Linked DNA regions of Mus musculus: region 2 is linked to region 1. A link is a contact called in public HiChIP or PLAC-seq data. All regions are on one chromosome and are shown on one strand. Each heading gives the region's core, a stretch centred on a gene start, on an enhancer-like site or on the middle of the called end of the contact. The rest is flanking DNA. Distances are from core to core; before and after follow the strand shown. Region 1 holds the start of Kbtbd6 (kelch repeat and BTB (POZ) domain containing 6). Region 2 overlaps Elf1 (E74-like factor 1).

Region 1 (6,862 bases), core at 2,621-5,120:
AGTTTGGGATATGTGGGTGTGATTAATGTCTTGGTAAAATGATAAATGCTGAGACCGTCAGAACAGTCCTTAAGACTGTGGAAAAGAACCCTGAAAATTTGAGTTCGAAAATACGATTTCTTGGGCTGGAGAGATAGCTCAGCGTTTAAGAGCACTGACTGCTCCTCCAGAGGTCCTGAATTCAATGCCCAGCAACCACACGGTGGCTCATAGCCATCTGTAATTATCCAATGCCCTCTTCTGGTGTGTCTGAAGACAGTGACAAAATACTCATATACATGAAATAAACTTTTTAAAAAATAATTTCTCAACTATGCAAAATATAGGGATACAATATGACTTGTATAAGGAGCTTCACAAATCTAAAGAAGCAGAGGCTTCTAAAGATGTACAGCAGAGAAGATGTACAGCTTGTCAGAAAGCTGCTAAGGAAGGAGATAGAGATTTGGGGAGTGGTGACTACAGGACAAAGTCCCACCCAGCTAAGTTATTTTGTTTATGCTTACAAAAGCAGGCAGATTCCTGAGTTTAAAGGTCAGCCTGGGAGAGAGGGAGTTCCAGCCCTGTCCCATGCATGGTAGGAATGGTGATTTCAGGGCAGGCTATCTTACTGTCTGTGCTTGCCATCTCTAAGAATCAAGGGGCTAGGGTCAAGGGATGCTGATTCATGGAAGAATCAAAACAGAACCTGGGGTAAAGACTGAATTCATATGTAAGTAAAAGATTGGGCTTTTGAGCTACAAGAGTTGAGCCATCATGAGAGTTTTTTTAAGAATTGCCAAAAAGCTGTCTCAAGTAGAGAGCAGTTTGGAGATCTACAGAGAAAGCAGAACATAGAGTGTGTTAGGGTTCAGGACTCACCACACAAACCATACGAACTCTGATCTTAGTTAAGCAAGGATAGTTTATTGAATGCCCACCCTACTACTGGCCAGACTGGAAACATAATTCAGAATTATCTGAACTGTGACAATGGATATCTTTTTCTGTCAGCTTATAAAGATAAAAATCACAAGTTCATATGCAGGTGAAGGAAGTGCTGTCAGGTGGTCAGTTCTGACGCAAGCCATTTTAGACATAACAGTTCATATTGACCTTTGATTTAATGGATCCTACATAAAGCTTTGTGGAATTTCTTAAGATTAGCAAACCTCATACAGAACATTCAGAACATACAGAAAAAAACAGGGTATTGCAGTCAGTATATCCTTGCTCTGAGACAAGTCACTTCTTCTAGAGATAGGTAGGTAGGTAGATGGACAAACAGACAGACAGTTTAACACTGTGAAAACCTACTACATTGTTCATAAGAATATTATCTTCCAAAACACTAGCTAGTAATTACTATACAAACACTTTTCTACCATAAAAATTTTAAATTAAAAACTTATACCATCTGTAGCACTAAATACAAAATAAAACTAAAAATATAAATTAATATAATGAAATATAAATATAATAGCAAACTTCTGGATTTGTGGCTCAGTAAGTTGTTAAGTAACTAGAGTGCTAACATTTTCACATTGAATTATATATTTCAAGAATTAATTCTTCTAAACAAAACTTTCAATTAACTCCCTTATACTATGAATAAGTAAAGATGCCTTTCTCAAGCATTTTCTACAGAATTGCAACAAAGACTGTTGGTCTGGTAAATTTCAATAATACACTATCTACACCAAAATCTACATCATAAAAAGAATTTGAACTTTCTGAATTTCTGTATTTAGTGAAACTACACTAGTTATCTGTTCTTCAGCCAGGAAACTGGTCAGGTTCAAAGCAGAAACACATGGGCTGAGATACAAGGAAAAGAAAAAAATATCAAACTTCAAGAGGCCTAATGTGGAACCTATATTAAACTACTAGTTTTCTCCACTGTCATACAGAGTCATCCTACTCTTTGTCAAGGGTACAGGGGTACATGAGGTGATAAGTAACAGTTTTTGGTCACGTGTGATAATCTAATAACCACTAGTCCCTATCATGAAAGGAATATTTATTTGTCTCCATTCTACAGTAACTGGATTGTATACTTTCATTACTGGGATGTCAATGATACAAGAGATGTCATCAATGAAGACATAGGCTTCACAAGTCACTGAGCTTCAGAGAAACAAACTTCAGCTACTTGATATGGCTTGGACCATTCATTCCATAGCAAATGTGTGCTGCAGAGGACACAGAATCACCAAAAGTCAAAGGATGTAAAGGAATGTGGTAATTGAGCCACTAATGGCCTCCTGTTCTTCTGGACACTGTAGCGTCCCACATCTGTTAATTCAGCTCCAGTAACAGGGTCTCGTCCACCCAAAATGTAAATGTAACCATTCAGATATGTCATATCCATACCCTCCGGACACAGCAAGTGGTCAGTCAGTTGATACAAATTATTTTGGGCTGGCTTATATACCCATACACCTCTCCTGGACTGAACAGTGGGACAGATGTCATGGTCTGGAGAAATATAGACAGCTAAGGTGGTGAGAGTTCTAGTGTGTGCAAGGCAAGTCACAGGCAAGGACACTTTGTAAATTTCCTCAGAGTATGGGTCAAAGCAGAAAAAGTGATGTTTGGGGTGTCCACAGAAAACCATCATTCTCTTCACACACATCCCTAACCTATGGGGTGGATTTTCTTCTGCTGGGACAACAGTGTTGCTGGTGTCATTATTATTACTATTGCTATTGTTGCTGTTGCTTGGAATCTGTGCCAAAGCCTTAGGCAGACCATCATCAAAACGAAACTGCCGGAGAGCCCCTTCAATAATGTCCAGGCAGTATTTCTTCACAATAGGCTTGCTCAGTAGCTCCTCTAGGTAGTCCTGCTCTTCTGCAGGGAAGTGCGCCCAACGAATACACTTAAAGACTTCCCCAGCACTGGGACCCCGCTCTTTGGGAGCAGCCTCCAGCCACTGCACCGCCACATGACACACAGTCTTCTCACTCTCTACATCCAAGCTGTCCAGACGCAGGACGGCCAGCAGCTGGGCCAGGGTCAGATCTGCCAGCGTCTCCTCCCGAATGGACCCCATCCTGCTGAGCTGCTTGAAGTTGTGAGCTATGAAGGACTGGGCCTGAGATCGCAGCTTGTGGTGGTCAAAGGCATCGGCAAACTTGAGGATGGCAGTGCAATTGGTCAGGTCAAGGCGGCGAGCCAGAAAGGAGGCACAGGCTTCGCGCACGTACTCCAGCTGCAGCATATCCGAGGCCGCGTACAGGCGCTGCACGTTGGCCTCGCTGAGCGACACGCGACCAGTGTAGCAGTAGTCCACCAAGACCTCGAAGGACTCGGCATCCACGTCGTGGATCGTCACGCTGGCCTGCTGGCTCTCGTACATGCCCCCCGTGAACATGCTCTTGAAGTAGGGGCAAGCGGCCGCCAGCACGTTGCGGTTGCACGAGAAGAGGCGCCCCGTGCCCGGCCCGCTGCCAGGCGTCACCACCTCGATGGTCACATCGCACAGCAGCCGCGCGTCGTAGAAAGACTTGAGCTGTGCCAGGAGGGCTGCGGAATGGGCCGCGTCCTTTAATTCCTCCGGGCCCGTGAAAAAGGCCGACACCGAGGGCTTGGAAATCCTCTTGGGCCGCCTCCCGCCGCGGGGGCTGGCGAGGCGGCGAGAGCGCGGGGCGTCTTCCCGGGACTGCATGGTGGAGATGGCGGCGGGGCGCCGAGGGCGAGAACGGCTGCAGACGCCTGGCTCCTCCTCACGCCTCCCTCGCCAACACAGGGGCGGCACAGCGGCGACCCAGAACAGACTCCGCTCGCGGCCGCAATTACTCAGTTGGGCCTTCGGGGCGGAGCCGCCTCCCTTTATCGCGTAGCCGACGGCCAGCATCTTCACACCAGCGCGGACGACACCGCAAAAGCGCAAGGAGTAAGCCAGCAGGGTACGTTACAAACTGCTTTTCCCGCCTCCAGGCATGATGGGAGTTTTCAGGTTCTAGGGCGGAAACTGAAAGACTGCAGCTGCTTTGCATTTTGGGAGTTGTAGTTCATCCAAAGTCGCGAGCCTTTTTGGTTTTTCATTGTTTTCAGGATCTACTAGAAACCGCCGGTTCTCTTGGGATTTATTGTCGGGTTTAGAATTTATGGTTTGAAATCCTCTTTAATCCTTCTGTTCTAATGTGTTTGTTTTTTCTCTTGTAAAACATCAATAGTAGTATTTGAGAATATTGATGATTAAAAGAGCTGCATTGCTTTGGAAACATTTCATAGTTTTGTTTTACAAAAACAATAATTAGACGTGCAATTCCTGGAATATAAAAAGCTAGAGAGTTTTAGGGTTTTCTTTTTTTCCAGTATTTTATTGAAAATGAAGAAACATTGATTTAATATGAGTCTACAGAAAAACATCTTAAAGTTTCTTCAGAGATGTTTCTCGTTTGGTTGGTTCATTTGAAAAGATTTTATTTTTAGCACAGTTTTAGGCTCGTAGGAAAATTGAACAGGAAGTGCAGGAAAGTCCCAGCATCCATGTCTCACAGTTTCACCTATTAATACCCCTCTTAATGCCCTGCGTTACTGTGAGATTTGTTACAAATGATAAATGATTACTGGTGCATTAATATTAATAATGTTTATAGAGGAGTTTACTCTTTGTGTTGAAAAAAATCTGCAGGTTTTAAGCACCTGAAGCTCCCAAAAGTTGTCCTCTGACCCCCACACATGAGCTAGGTGCCTGCACAGAAAACTACGTATTTTTAAAAATAGAAACTGCCAAACCAAAAGGGAATTCTATAGACTCCAGCATTTTTGTTTTCCTACAGACTCACAATTTCAATTTTGTCATGCTTCAACTTTTGTTAATGGCCCTTGCATGCAAGCTCAGTTCCCAGAAGTACCTTGCATTAGAAAACAGCCTACAGTCTAGCTATACTGAAAGTTCCAAGACAGCCTAAGCTACAAAGAAAGACCTTTAACTCTAGTGTTGTATTTGAGACAGAGTCTTACTCTGTATCACAGGCTGGCTGTGAAATTGTGCAATCTTCCTGCTTAAACCTCTAAGGATAACCTGATGACATTGTCGGCATCAAATAGTTTGTTACCTTCACTGCTATTTGATAAAAGACAAACTGCCGTGAGCCATCAAAAAGAGGCTAACGCTAGCAGAGGACTTTCTTGGAGGTGGCCCACCTTTTTGTATGACCTAGGATGGGTGAGCTTTGAGAGGCAAGGTTCCAAGTGGCTTTGTCTCAGGATTGCTTCTTGCAGCTGATATTCCTTGCCTGCCACTCTTATAGAGACTAGGGATTCCTGGGCATTAGTCCAGCCTATTGAGCAAATAAATGCCCTGCAGATCAACATAAAGGTAAACTTTCATTAATTAATACTGTTTATATGAATTAATGATTTTATAGAATTCCTGATTTGATTAAAATTTAGGAAGAAAGTTTTAAGAGATGGTTATAGTTGTCTTGCCAGGAAGATATAATACATTTAGAATCAAGAATAGAATGTCCATACACCTCATAGAATAGTAAATAAAGGCTGCATAATAAGGGATACAATGAGCTTTCATAATTACACTAAAAAGGGGGCTTGGGACAAATTAGTGATCAAGGAAAAACATTCATTCTAGGTCAGATCTAAGGATGAAGCCACAGGTGTGCTCTATGATAGAGCAAGGACATGTGAAACTGTTGCTTTGAATGGATAATGAGCTTACAGAATGAAACACTGCTTTGAACTTAATATCAGCATACTTCTGTAACTCTCCTTTGTGTGACATTTAATCTATGAGGTAATTTTCTAAAGAACCTCTGTCTATGAAGATATAAAGAGACTAGAGAGAAGGGATAAAGTGGTAGCATATGGGGCTGTGCCACAGATCCAACTGTATGTGTGGTGTGTGGGGCAATTCACCAAATGTATATATGTGAATGTCCACTTGTCTATATGTATGTGTAGGTATATGTGTATGGTATGTATATGAGCATGCATGAATACTTGTGGAGATGATAAGACAGGTAGTTGGCCCAAACAGAATGTATGTGTCTGTAGTCATTCTCTATGTAAATGAATTTCTAACTTTCTCTTTTCTCTCTGGTTTGTAAAGAGTTAATGAGCTCTGAGCCTCTCACCCAGCTATCAAGAGGCTCCCAGGCAAGAGAGAAAGGAACTCTAACAATTCTTACTTAATTCTCTGGTTCTACACAGCAGGAGTTAATTACCAGAAATAGAAGCCTTTGGCCTTAGGATAGCAAAGAGTTTAAGAAAGGTAAATATTACCAGAAGTAACCTACTTTTGCCCCAGCAACCACAACTTTTGTCACCACAACCACCACCAATGAATGGTCTCATGGCTGCCTTTCCTGGGAAACCCTGTGATGCTGGAAAGTCACTGGCAACAAACCATGCACAGATACTCACAAATACCTAAGTAAATGGGAAAGGGCTATAGCTCAATTGGTCAAGTGCCTGCCTCTCACAGGTGAGGCCCTGGGTTTGATCCCCAGTACTGCATCAATCAGGCTTGACAGTACAGGCTGTAATCCTAGCACTTGGGAGGTGGAAGCAGAAGGATCAGAGTTCAAGGTCATCTTTAGCTACATAGTGAGTTCAAAACCAGCCTAGGACCCACGAGAACCTGTTTTTAAAATATTTTGTTCTTTTGTTTGTTTGCTTTTTGTCGGTTTTGTTTTGTTTTAGTTTAGAATCAACAGATAGCACAACCCCTGGGTGCAGAATCTATCCTAAACTCTTCAACTATTCTATGTTGGAAATCTTCCGCTGGTAGACTCTGCCACCAGATCTAACAGTTCCCGGTTTTCCTTTTGCTCCCACCTCACCGTCTAATTTGTTCTATATATATACACACACACACATACGTACATACACACACACATATATAGGTAGTGTG
Region 2 (6,862 bases), core at 2,074-4,573, 57 kb before region 1:
CCTGCAACAAGTATTCTTAACCACTGAGCCTACACCCCAGCCCCTCAGCTCTTTTTGAGGCAAGGACCCACGATGGCTGGGAACTCAGTACAAAGGAAAATCTCATGGTATTCTCCTGCCTATTTCTGACCACTGAAATCATTTTTATCTAAAAGGATTATAGCTACAGCTCAATAGGAGACTGCTTTCCTGACTTGCCTCAGTGAGGCCCTATATATAGCTCTACCACCACCAACAGTCTTGCTGAAAAACAACTCTACCAACGATAGTGACCTTAGTTCACAATGGGGAAAGAGGAGATGGGGAGAGAGAAGAAACAACTCTGAGTCCAAGAATCAAAACAAAGGCCAGGCTAGCTATGCTCATCCGTAATTCCAATACTGGAAGCTGAGGTAGGGGAATTTCAAGTTAGAGATTAGCTAACAGAAAACTTCAGATAATGACTAATGTTGTCAACTTGATTAGAGGAGGAAATACCTCAATAGTTAGTGAAATACCTTGTCTTTCCAAAAACAGATCCTGAGGGTCCGGGTGTAATCAATGGAGCTACCCCTTTATATATTCACAATAGAGTGGTGTTACTGGGGGGTGGTAAAAAGGGAGGAGGGGTGGCCCTAGTTGGCAGAAGTAGATCACTACCTGTCCTATATTTCAGCCTGGCTTCTTCCTATTTCCCCCCTCTCTCTGCTTCCTATTTTTCAAGAAGCTAAGAGCAGCCTCCACCCCTCACCCCTGCTGTCATCTTCTGCCCAGGCACATGAAGCCAAGCAACCATGAACTGAATCTTCTGAAATCATAGACCAAAATAAACCTTTCCTTCCTTCAATTGTTTATGGCAAGTACTTAGACTAGATGACCCAATTACCCCATCTTAAAACAAAACAAAACACCACCGTTTATCATGGTACTCAAGGCTTCTGACACCTGACTTCAATTTTTCTTCTTTTCCCAGACCCAACTCCATTTCTCTGCCCACACATTTCCTTCACTTTTTCTCCCATACACACATACCAAACAGGCACAGAAGCATCCATGCCCACATGCACACATACACATAGTCCAGACCTACTGAATCCTGCTGGAGTTTGGAATTATCCTCCCCCACCTCTGTTCGACCTCCTTATCTCTGTGTTGCTGGGATTGACCACCTCATTCCAACCGTCTACTGAACATCCACTCAACCCTCACGTAAAAGGTCTCCTCTGCATGAAGAAGTCCCTCAACAGACCAGTTTACAATTATTGAAAATATTTATCATCATAAGCCTGAACACACCTTAGAGATCCTCTATCCAGGCAGGTGGCTTTTCAATTCTGTTTATCACTGAGATTTTTATGAGAGCCTTCAGGGAAATACATTAAAGGCTGCTGTTTCAGTACAACCTCAAACACTGACCCACTCTTGTCCTATCTTAAAATAAGAAAAAGATGGCAGTGTGGTGGTGCATCCCTGTAATCTTCGCACTCAGTAAGACAAAGGTTTGAGGCCAGCCTAGCACACAGTGAGTTCTGGGCCAACCAGGGTTCAGAGACCCTGCCTTAATTTTGAGAAGGAGGGTCTATACATATAAATTGTTTTCTCCATGTTCCAGGCTCAATGTTAATTACTAACTGTAGGCACTCTTAGTCATTCTCACCCTTCAAAAATGTGCCCTGAGCACTGAGTGTGTGTCAGACACTGTTCTAGCCCCTAGCCATATACACAGTAACCAAGACAGACTGCAGTTGTTAGGCCGTCCTCAGCACCCGTCTGGAAATGATCTTGGGAAACAATAACCATATTGTAAACTTAACCAGATGCAGTTTCACTCCTTGAGCAAATTCATATATCTGGCACCTGAAAAGGAGCTACCGATTTAGCAAACACCTTATTCTCCATAAATGAGCCAGAAAGTTTACTTTCAGCTGGCCACATCAACTTTTCAGCCCTAGGGCACAACAAGCTGGGGTACTTGTTGAAGACCAAGAGAATACAGAACAAGCAGCAGAGAGTGTCAGTAATGCCAGCTACAACACTAGGAAGTGACCACTTACAGAAACTCCTATTTTGTTAAGAATGTATTTGCATAAGAATATATACACACATGCACACATGCATGTGCACACACACACATTAAGCAAATATCTTTCCTCTTACTCTTTCATCGTGTAACATAAGATGTACTGACTTTAAATCAGTACTGAAGTGTTGTTAATTTTCTATCATAATTTAAGTTATAAAATAAGGTTAAAAACAAGTAATACAATTTGGGGATCACTAGCATATATCTAGGCACATGCGCATGACATATAGTTACAGATAATATACTAAAGACTCCTGGGACACTCCATCATTTAGAGGTGGGGAAATGATAAAGAGCTTACAAGGGTGGCCGAGAAGGACCACAGAGAATTGGAGGAGGAAAACAAGATCTACCCTATCGGCATGGAGTCTGAGGAGTAAACACAGACTAAGAGGTGAGTGAGCGTCAACCGCTGATCTCAGACCAAAGCAGATGAGATCTGAAGCAAAATGGCAACTGGTTTTAGCAATATGAAGGTTACTATTGATTTTTTTGAAAAAGAAAAAGAAAAAGAAATCGGGGTGGAACATGGAGAGATGGCTCAGAGCTCTGGCTATTCTTAAAAGGACTGGGATTTGTTTCCCAGCACATAGCAGCTCACAACCATCTGTAACTCCAGTTCCAAGAGATTCGTGCACTCACATGGGATACACACATATGTGCAGGCAAACAAACAAAAAGAAAGGATGGAAGAGAGAGAGGGAGGGAGGGAGAGATCCTCATGTACAAATAAATAAAAATAGTTTTTTTTTTTTTTTTTTTTTTTTTTTTTTTTGGTTTTTCGAGACAGGGTTTCTCTGTGTAGCCCTAGCTGTCCTGGAACTCACTTTGTAGACCAGGCTGGCCTTGAACTCAGAAATCTGCCTGCCTCTGCCTCCCGAGTGCTGGGATTAAAGGCGTGCGCCACCACGCCCGGCTAAAAATAGGTATTTTTAAGAAAAGTTTTATGTGTGATAGAGTCCATTTTATAAATGTTTTTTCCTGATTGAAAAATTCCCTCCTAAAGATACAAGAGAGCTCATAAAATTCCTAAGAACCCTGACTGAAAAGCACAGGAAGATCATACGAATGAGAAGATCCGGTGCAGCTCCCTGGCGTCATGTCATCTGCTGGGAAGGAGGAGACCCTTCCATGGTCGAGGGCTGCCTGGGGGTCTCGGGCGATTGCACTCTCCTAAATCCTGACTCATCCCTGTAGGACGGGTGCTTTCTCTGTGACTCAGCTGCTGGAGTCTCACCCATGCTCCTATAACCCCAATAAGCTCACTGGCTCAGTGCACTGAACTCAGATGATACTGTTCCTTTGTACGACCTCTGTCCTCTCTAGCCAGGAAAAGCAGAAGCAAATTGCCTGGAAAAGTCACACAATGCGGTTCTAAAAGGAGACAGTCTGATGAGAGAAGCTTCAGACAGACAGACAGAAGTGAGGTTAAAGATAACAGTTTGGGGAGTGGAAAGAGGGCTCAGTAGATGAGAGCATTTGCAGCTCTTGAAGAGGACCCAGATTTCATTCCCAGGCCCCATGTGCTGGCTCACAGCTATCCAAACTCTAGCTCCAGAAGACCGGGCACCTCTCTGACCTCTGTAGGCACCGGGCCCATCTGTGTGCACTTATTTACACACATGCAAGCAAAACATCTGTACCCAAAACAAAGGTAAGTGGTATTTTTAAAAGGTGGCTTATTTTGTTATGATTATAATCGTGGGAAGGTTTTTCTACTTAAAGAGTTGGGGAGAAGGGTGAGAAAGGGGTGCTGTTTAACAAAACTGCTTTTCTATTGTAAAGAACCGTCCACTGTGCATGCAGTAACTTTATACTATCTTCCTGCCTCACCTCGCAAGTGCTATCAACCCTTTATTTTCCATGTGCATTGATCTGTATGTGGGCACTCAGGTGCCCTATGTACAATGGAGAGGTCAGCTCTCTTCTTCCAGTGAATGGGGTGTAGATCAAACGCTGTGGGGCTAGAGGATGAGTCAGTACCTGTTGAGCCTTCTCTCCGGGCCCACCATCTTTATTTTTTGAGACAGAGTCTCCCGCTAAACCAAAGATTCAGCTAGGCTTCAGATCTGTCTCCTTCCCCCCAAGTTCCTCTGAAGACTGGATTTACGAACAGGCTACCAGGCCAAACTTTTCCTGTAAGTTCTGTGAATGTACACACGGCCCTCCAGCTTCCCTGCAGGTGCTTTGCCAAGCCAGCCTTTTCCCCAGGCATTCTGTTTTCTCCTAGGGTTTTTGCAATCCTAGGAATTGAGCCCAGGGTCTTGCACATGCTAAAAACAAGCATTCAGCCTGTGAGCTAAATCCCAGTCCCATTTCCTGTTCTTGTTAAAGCCTGGAACAGCATGGAAACCTGGGGACTTTTGAGACTCCTTTCAGTTCTGTCTTTTGATTCTATGGCCTTTCTAAATCCTCAGGCTTAGGCTGCTGTTTGCAGAACAAAGTCCTACTAAAGACACATAAAAAGTCTCAGGGTCCACAAGATGGCTTAGAAAGCAACGGCTGCTGCCAGGCCTGATGACCTGGGTTCAGTGCCTGGGTCCCATAAGTTATAAGGAAAAATCAACTCCTACAAGTTGTCCTGATAGCCACACCGTGCGGCTGAGTCACACTTGTGAGCGGCATAAATACACATCAGTGCACTCTTCTTCTTACCTCACATTCACTGATGGTGTGTGCATGTGTTTGTGCAGGAGATTTGAACTCAGATCCTCACAATTGCACAACTGTTTCTAACTACTGAGCCATTTTCCTAGCCCTTTCTTCACCAGATTTTTGATAATTGGCAGGAAGCTATTCATACACTAGCCAGTAATGTAAATTTTATAGAATCTTCAAAAATGAAATTATGCCAATTATACTTTACTAATAAATGGGTTTTCTTTTTGATTTGTTGGATTTGTTTTATTCTTTGGAGTGTTAGCCTGTATGTGTATCACTTGTCTACCTGGTGTTCATGGAGGTCAGAAGAGGGTGTTGTAATCCCTGGAACCAGAGTTACAGTCAGTTGTGAGCTGTCATTCGGGTGCTGGGAATCAAGCCCAGGTCTCTCCAAGAGCAACCTCTCCAGTCTCTATAAAATATATATTTTTAAATTTGTATTCTTAGCTCAGTGGTACAGAATGTATCTAGCATGTGTGAGGGCCTATGTTCAACCCTCAGCATTGCAGAACAAAATAGCATTAAAATAAAAGCTGTTATTAGTCTAGAAATAATTTTATGACAAGATATTTAAGTAAATAGGCTTAAAGTAAAAGAGACATTTTCACACCAAAACTTGCTTATTTCTTCTTAAAATTTTTCTGTTTCTTTTTTTTCATTAGGGTCTCACTGCTAAGTTTCCAGTTCATTATGTAACCTAGGCCTGAACTGCATCAGCTTCAGAGTACTAGGACTTTAGGAGTCTGTAATAGCCTGGCAAAATTCTATGCTTTTAAATACAAAAAACAAGACAACTACCTATCTTAATTAAACCTAAGGCAGTGTCGGAGAAGCCGCACCTCTTATTTTAAGTAATTTCAACCACTGCCAATTTTGTTTGGTATTTGTTGTCTAAAAAACAAAGATTCTGTTTAGAGGAGGTTAAGGAATAATGGTATCATGACCTGAATTCTCATAGAGATGCATCTTATGCTAATTAAGAATTACAGCTTTATTTTTATTTAAGCCTCAATTCCAGAAGCCTTGGGTCCTTAAGACTAAAACCCAGCAACATGAAAATTATTGCCTGCAACTGTTGTCTTTGTTCCTCGATAAAATTAGACAGAAAAATAGGGGAAACTTTGGGCCTTTTTTTTTTTTTAATCTCTTTAAGAAAGAAACTTATATAATGAATTACAAAGAGTAGCAGGGAACAGTAAGGGAGATCTACCCACATCTCAGGCTACCTTAAGGGAAGGTGGCTCGGGAGGGAGGAGAGCCTATGGATCAAGCCTGAGGACACGTTCAGATACCCAGCCGAGACATAAAAGAGACTGGGCCTCACACACCTACGGCCCCAGCACTGCAAGGAAGAGATAGGAGACTCTCCGGGGCTGGCCTAAAACACACGAGAAACCTCGCCTCAGGGGAATAAGGTGAAAGGGCTAGAGAGCGCCTGATTCCTCTGGCCTCTCCACCTTACGGCACAGGCACACACACACAGAGCATGCAGAAAGAATCAAGAAACTAACATTAACCATTTGCCCAGTAGACTAATGGTTAAGACACTGACTTCAGAGTGGATGACCACAGTGTGAGTCCCAACTCTACTATTAACCAGTTGTCCACTCTAGGCCTACATATGTAAGCTCTAAGCCTCTGTGTTAACTTCTCTAAAAGGTGCAGAGACCATCCCTGTTTCACAAAATAATTCACTTAAATTCCTTATGATGGTGCCAAGGCACACACGTTAACAAAATCGGAGGATAAAACACTAGCACATAATCCAACCTCAGCAACAGAAAGGAGTTACCATTATATACAATTAGATGATGCTCAGAGCATTTTACTGAAAGAAACTTGTATTAAAAGCCTATATACAGTATGATTCCACTTATATGAGATTTCTTGAAGAAAAATTACACTGATTAAAAAAAAAAACCTGTTCAAGCACTGCTGGTGGTATGGACTAAGTAACATAACCACACAAAGCATGAGGAGTCATAACGCAGTCGGAGGACACAGGTTTAACCTATGCTGATCAGACAGCATCTAAAAGAAATAAAGAAGATGCTACTATAATTTATATAAATTAACCCATGCTCGTTTCTAACATATATGCCTATAGCTTCTATCAATATCTGATTTCTCAATTCAAGA

Evidence for each region. HiChIP or PLAC-seq counts read pairs in DNA pulled down with a chosen protein or histone mark.
Region 2: an H3K27ac HiChIP or PLAC-seq map of microglia shows a contact between it and region 1, with 3 times the contacts expected there. The contact joins the enhancer-like site here to the promoter of Kbtbd6 in region 1. A contact is called at or near these places in 1 of 39 promoter capture datasets (macrophages), 3 of 115 datasets of contacts at active chromatin or transcription factors (the SCID.adh cell line, embryonic stem cells and microglia) and 3 of 9 other capture datasets (adipose tissue, liver and pancreatic islet).

Annotation. Positions count from the first base shown.
Region 1 is chr14:79,448,843-79,455,704 of GRCm38.p6, reverse strand. Kbtbd6 (kelch repeat and BTB (POZ) domain containing 6) reads right to left here and starts at 3,870. Exons shown (of 1, transcript NM_001034882.3): 1 at 889-3,870. The coding sequence starts at 3,649. The coding sequence ends at 2,189.
Region 2 is chr14:79,505,627-79,512,488 of GRCm38.p6, reverse strand. The region is part of intron 1 of Elf1 (E74-like factor 1); the gene reads right to left. It also overlaps the pseudogene Gm9243. Among named protein-coding and RNA genes, the nearest start is that of n-TEttc4, 27 kb to the right of the region's middle. Within about 2 kb of position 3,323, at least 46 of the 459 cell types and tissues checked have an H3K27ac peak or open chromatin away from gene starts, as enhancers often do. A contact at or near this core is called in adipose tissue, liver, microglia and 1 more, where this site is marked.